Regions from separate parts of the Mus musculus genome. Here region 1 is linked to region 2. The links are chromatin contacts, called in public promoter capture Hi-C maps. All regions are on one chromosome and are shown on one strand. Each heading gives the region's core, a stretch centred on a gene start, on an enhancer-like site or on the middle of the called end of the contact. The rest is flanking DNA. Distances are from core to core; before and after follow the strand shown.

Evidence for each region. Promoter capture Hi-C pulls out the DNA fragments that hold promoters and counts their contacts.
Region 1: a promoter capture Hi-C map of liver shows a contact between it and region 2, with 2.8 times the contacts expected there. The contact joins the enhancer-like site here to the promoter of Gas2l3 in region 2. A contact is called at or near these places in 2 of 39 promoter capture datasets (liver and macrophages), 7 of 115 datasets of contacts at active chromatin or transcription factors (CD8 T cells, bone marrow-derived macrophages, embryonic stem cells and 3 more) and 5 of 9 other capture datasets (adipose tissue, bone marrow-derived macrophages, embryonic stem cells and 2 more).

The regions. Positions count from the first base shown.
Region 1 is chr10:89,593,488-89,596,228 of GRCm38.p6, forward strand. All of the region lies in intron 5 of Slc17a8 (solute carrier family 17 (sodium-dependent inorganic phosphate cotransporter), member 8), which reads right to left. Among named protein-coding and RNA genes, the nearest start is that of Slc17a8, 26 kb to the right of the region's middle. Within about 2 kb of position 1,289, at least 23 of the 459 cell types and tissues checked have an H3K27ac peak or open chromatin away from gene starts, as enhancers often do. A contact at or near this core is called in liver and neural progenitor cells, where this site is marked.
Region 2 is chr10:89,442,664-89,445,578 of GRCm38.p6, forward strand. It overlaps Gas2l3 (growth arrest-specific 2 like 3), which reads right to left and starts at 1,304. Exons shown (of 11, transcript NM_001033331.2): 1 at 1,192-1,304.

The sequences.
Region 1 (2,741 bases), core at 39-2,538, 150 kb after region 2:
CACACACACAATTTAGGAAGCAGTTGGATTCCAGGATGGCAGGACAACTGTCTCCATCCACTTCCTAAATAGGTACACTTTAAAGATCATTACTACTGAATAACAACTATAGGAGACCAATGTTTTAGGCGATGGGGATTCCTACACTGGGCCCAAACAGACCAAACTAAAAATCAAAATGGAGTCACAACGTCCAGAGTTCTACATCGCCAAGGCAAAGCTAAGCTGTTTAGCAGATTTCTTTTAAGAAGCCAGGAAAAAATAACAGGCTAGTTTCTTCTTGGGTGTGACAACAGACTTCTGAATATCCCTGCCTTGATCCTTACAATAAATGATCCTTGATCCTTAAATAAATGATGCAACTGGGCTGTTTTTCTCTTCTCTTGGGTCTTTGCCTTGCTGCCGTGCACAGGAAGTCACTAAAACGTTCTATCTGCTTTTCAGTCTCAGTTTCTGCCCATGAGCTAATCTCTCCCACTTGGCCCTTTTGCAACAATCATTCTGTCGTAGGAACTGAACTGTCGATGATTCTAGAAAGAAAAAAAAAAGCTAGTTGAGATCTTTAAACTTAGACCTCGGTGATTTTGTCCTTTGATGTTTCTTGCTTTGTAAATACTGAACTTGTGGACTTGTGTGAGGATATCCGTCTTGTCTGGAGAAGATGGTGGGGACTGGAGATGGTCACCTGGATTCCCTATCTGCTGCAGCTCCTGGACATCTGCTAGGGAAACTAAAGCCCTGTACATTTCCGGTAATTGCTAACAGAATGGAAAAGTCCCTCTCTGTGATTCCCCCTGGGTCCTGAAGGAGACAACTATGTGGCTCCTTTAAAAACAGCAAGCAACATGAAGCGAAAGACCATTCCTCAAATCAAATCCAACTCTAAGACAGATCTTTATGGAGTGGGTGTGGCTCTTGGGGTTGGGGGTTGGGGGAGGATAGGAAAATATCACACCTGCCTAAGCTTGGTCTTATCTCTAAGACCAGTGCTGCCAGGCCCTGGAATGTGATTGTGAGATATGAGGAAGTAGAAAGACTCATTCAGAGATAAGATAGGAATGAAGTCTCCGCCTCATGGGTAGTATAAGGGTAAACTAGGATGTGTGTTCCAGGATGCTCTGTAAGCTGGAAATGGCCACCTGAATGCCAACTGCTAATGCTTTTATTGTGTACAGAATAGCAAAAGCACACGTTTCATTTTTGAAACCGGCTATTATGTAGCCTAGGATGGCCTTGAATTCACGTATGACTTTGAACTATTGATTCTCCTGTCTCCACCTATCAGGTGATGTGTCACCACATCTGTTCTTAGATGGTATCGGGATAGAACCCAGGTCTTTCTGAAAACTAGGCAAAGGCTCCCACGAGTGAGCTACAACCCCAGTTCTGAAATGCATGCATTTTAAAGCTCAGAATTCTTCACAGCAATAAAGCAAATTAGACATTAGCAAAGAAATCTTTCCTTCCTTCTCTTTCTATCTGTCTTTCTATGTCTGTCTCTTTTTCACACTCTCTCTGTGTGTGTGTGTGTGTGTGTGTGTGTGTGTGTGTGTGTGTGTGTGTGCCCTCTGCCCCATGTAGCAGGAAGGCAAAGTTCCCATGATACAAAAGTGTCCTTGAAACAGAAAATCAGAAAGAATGATCAGTTACGACACATGCTGCATGCTAAGTACTGGGCCAAGCATTCTAAGCCTTTGTTTTGTATTCCACTTCTTGCAACCTGATGAGGGAGATATCGCTCTTATCCCTCATTCTATAAGAAAAAACAAGTCTGGGAAGCATGACTTGCCTATGGTGCCAGGATGTAAGACCCGAGAGGAGATCTTACTCTGTGGTTTTGCAACCCTGCCTCCTTCATCATCAAATGCCAACAATCAATCCCCCCACTGTAAGAAGCATTCTTGGGGCTGGAGAGGTGGCTCCTCAATTAAGAGCACTGATTGCTCTTCCAAAGATTCTGAGTTCAATTCCCAGCAACCACATGTGGCTCACGACCATTTGTAATGGGATATGATGCCTTCTTCTGCTGTGTCTAAAGAGAGCAACAGTGTGTCCACATACATAAAACAAATAAATCTTTAAAAAAAAAAAGCATTCTCTCCCTGGAGAAACTCTAAGTGACCCAAACTGCTTACCCTACCTATCAGACTCTCCTTCATCTTCAGCCACAGCTCCAACATCATCTCCTATCTGCACTCACAGGCACTTGGGCTTCTTCCAAGTGGGACACCCAGCCCTCAGACTACCACAGAGAGCAGAGTGGACGTCCACACCCATGTGCTAACCACTGAGGACAGACAAAGCTGGCAGAGAGTGGTGTGCCATGGAGAAGAAATGAAGATGATGCTGAGTGGAAGAGACTCCTAGCTGTTCTCACTCACCACATCAACTTCATCTCTCCTCCCCAGTTTCCTCAACTCTAACCTGTGACCCCATACCTTCTAGAGTCAGTCTCTCCTGACTCCAGTATCTTTTGTGACTAAGAATGAATTAAGCTCAAGCTCAAGCTTAAATTTCTCTCTAGTGACATTTGTCCCTCAACTGTTCCTTGAAAGGAAGCCACACCTTAGCTGGGAAATGTAATGAGGCCTACAACCTTGACCAGGCAGCTTTCTTCGAGTCGAGCCATTTTAAAATCAGGGCTATAAAACCACTCTGAAAGCGAGGAGTGCCTGCTTACCACTCTCATTTTGCTGGCAAATCAAAATGAAAGGTCCTGCCCACCACCTGTCATAGAAAGT
Region 2 (2,915 bases), core at 54-2,553:
AGACAGTAAAACATGTTGTACACTTTACTTTCTCAACAGGAAGGTGAAAAACATGCCTGAGGTAAGGAACTCTGCCCAGCGTCTCCAATGTCATGGCAGCAGACAGCTAGAAAGCAGTGTCAGCTGACCATAGTAAGTTTTAAAAACTGATGAGTCAGATGCAGCACCACGTCAGAATCTACACCAGAATATTCTTACTAGTTTCCTCCTGAAGGGAATTAAAGGTGTGGGGAAATCCCAATTTTCAATCATTCTGTGTAAGCTCAAGAGAAGTGAGCCCACAGCCATTCAGAACTACTTATCTAAGGGTAGTCATTAACGACCTCACATGGGCTAAGCAAAACCCAAACTCTGACCTAGACTGGACCCGCAGAAAAACACGTTCCTTCGTTTTAAAGAAAGACTACAGAGCACTCTAATGTGATCGACTCGGCCCCTAGGTTTAAAGGAGACAGGATGGAACGAGGTTGGGGTGGGGTGGGGGTGGGGGATATGCATGGGGATGCAAGCTCTTCAAATGGTTCCTCCGCCTCCCAGGGCATTCTGCAAGCCTCCCCCAATTCAGTTCTCCAAACCCAGGGGTGTGGGTGGGAGAGCGTTGTGCAAGGGCTCCACTAATGTTCCCTAATTCCGTTAAGTCTGGGAGATCTGAGCCCTGCAGAAGCGAAATAAGGAAGAGTCTGTAGTGCCTATCACGGGGCAAAACAGCAGCGTGATCATGAGTAGGAGTCTGTCCTGGGCCAATGATTATATCCCTTCCTTTCTGAGGATGATGATGAAGAAGAATCAAGTGACCTTTCTGGCTGGGCGCTGGGCAGCAGGGTGACCGGCTACCATGCACTAGTTTGTGTCTCAGAGCAGGACAGGTCGCGGCTCTACCTCGCGCCCCTCCCGCTCCCGAGCTCACACTTATAGCCCCTCTTACCCACCAGAGCGGGCAGGTGTCGGAAGGTGAGCTGAACGTCACCGTGACAGCCCCAAGAGCCAATCATAGCAGGCGGCTCCCTCAGTCAGCCAATCGCAGAGTTCTAGGGAATCCTGCAGCTCTGTAGCCCACCTGAACTCCACCGGGACGCTATAGACTGGGGAGGTGGGGGTGGGGAGTCCGTGCTGAGGCGCAGCAAAGATGCCGCAGGACAGGCAACGGAAAGTTAGGGAGGAAAAGAGAAATCCAAGAGGGAAGTCACTCACCAGCCCGGGAGCGAGATCACTTCTCCGGGCGACTCGGGCTCAATCTGTGCGTGCCAGCAAGCCTGCAACCAACCGCCGCCGCCGCCGCAGTTCGTCGCCCAGCGCGGCCGCCTGTTTCGAAGGAGCCAATCAGAACCGGAGGCGTGGTCTGGGCGCCACGCCTCCGGAGACTTTCTACCGCACGAAGAATTCGTAGCGACCTTTTCCAGTCCAGTCTCTATCAGTGGCAGTGACAACCCCTCCTATTTGTCCCGTCGTTCAGGAGAGTGTGTGAAGCCCGCCTCTCAAGGCTGCTTCAGAGCGCCCTGGAATGTTGCTCTTCCCAGGACTTTGAGCTCCTTCCAACCCTAAAATCTGCTTACATCCATCCGGAGGGGCACTGAGGTTTCCAGAAACACAAACCAACCCAGCAGGGACCCGTCCAAAGCAGAAGTCTTTCAGACAGAGCCCACCCCAGGCCCCTCACTGTGAAAGAGAGAGAAAAACCCTGCAGTCACCCCTGGAAGCCAAAAGAGGATGTTGGCTCTTCCTTCAGGAAACGTGGGGGAAAGGGGAGTTGGATGTCAAAGTAACAATGTAGCCATGTGATTGTTACACTGTAGTGATAGATGTGAGTTAACTTCAAAAGTGGCTTTTTGATGTGGGCTGATCTTACTGGCTAAAAGCCTGGAGGTTCTGTGTTCTGGCCCAAGTTCTTAGATTCCTGCGGCTTCTGTTCCTTTTAAGTCTTGACACCTCGAATGTGCAGGCTTCTCCATCTCTAAATTGTGGGCATTGAACTGAAACCTGGTCTCTCACAAAAACAATACAGCTTTCATAGGGAACAAAACAATCTCAGTTTTCAAAGGGCTGAGGGGCATGGAATGGGGAGTCTGTGAAACAGGGTGATGGTCAGAGGTTTGGAAATGACTAGATATTGAAGGAACAACAGGAATCTGCCAGAGGAAGTCATTGCTATGAACGATTGATTCCTAGGCAGGAGTAACAGCAAATGCAGGACCCGGGAGGCACATGGAACGTTCTGGAAGGAATCGTTTTGCATAACCTAAGTTTGGACCTGGAGAGACAGAGCAGTCTGAAAGTATGTGTGTATGAAGGTAGGCCTGATAGATACTGAGGGATGTAGATGCAGTCCTGGTGCAGGCCTGTGAGATAATTACAAGGATATAAAGAACAAGGAAATTCATTTGTGGGGTTTTCATTTTAGGGAGGGGGGGGTGTGTTCACTTTCAAAGATTTTTGAAGAAAGGAACAGAATAGTTTGTCATTAAAACAAACAAACAAACAAAAAGCAACCTAAAATGACAACTCCCTAAAGTAGCTCAGAAGGCGGGTATGAAGGAAGTATCTGGAAGAACTAAGAGGGTGATTTATCTGGCCTTGGTTATTATGTGGTGGCACTAGTCTTAGGAATACAGGAAAAACAAGCTGTGGTAGAGGACCAGTGTTCATTTTCGCTGGGTGTATTAAGTTTGAAGTTCAAGATAATCGTAGAGCTAAAGATGTCCCGATAACAGCTGAGCTGGCTGGAGCTACTTCAATCCATCTAAGCAGAAGATAAGGATTAGAGATGCTCTGCGGCAGGCCCTATCCTAAGCACCAGGGATCCTGCTCTCCCGGGATTCCAAGTGGAGAAGGCCATCATTAAAAATTGATCAATGGACTTGATGATATCAGCCTGTAGTTGTTCCTGGTTTTTTGTTTCCTAATTGCAGTCCATCTGA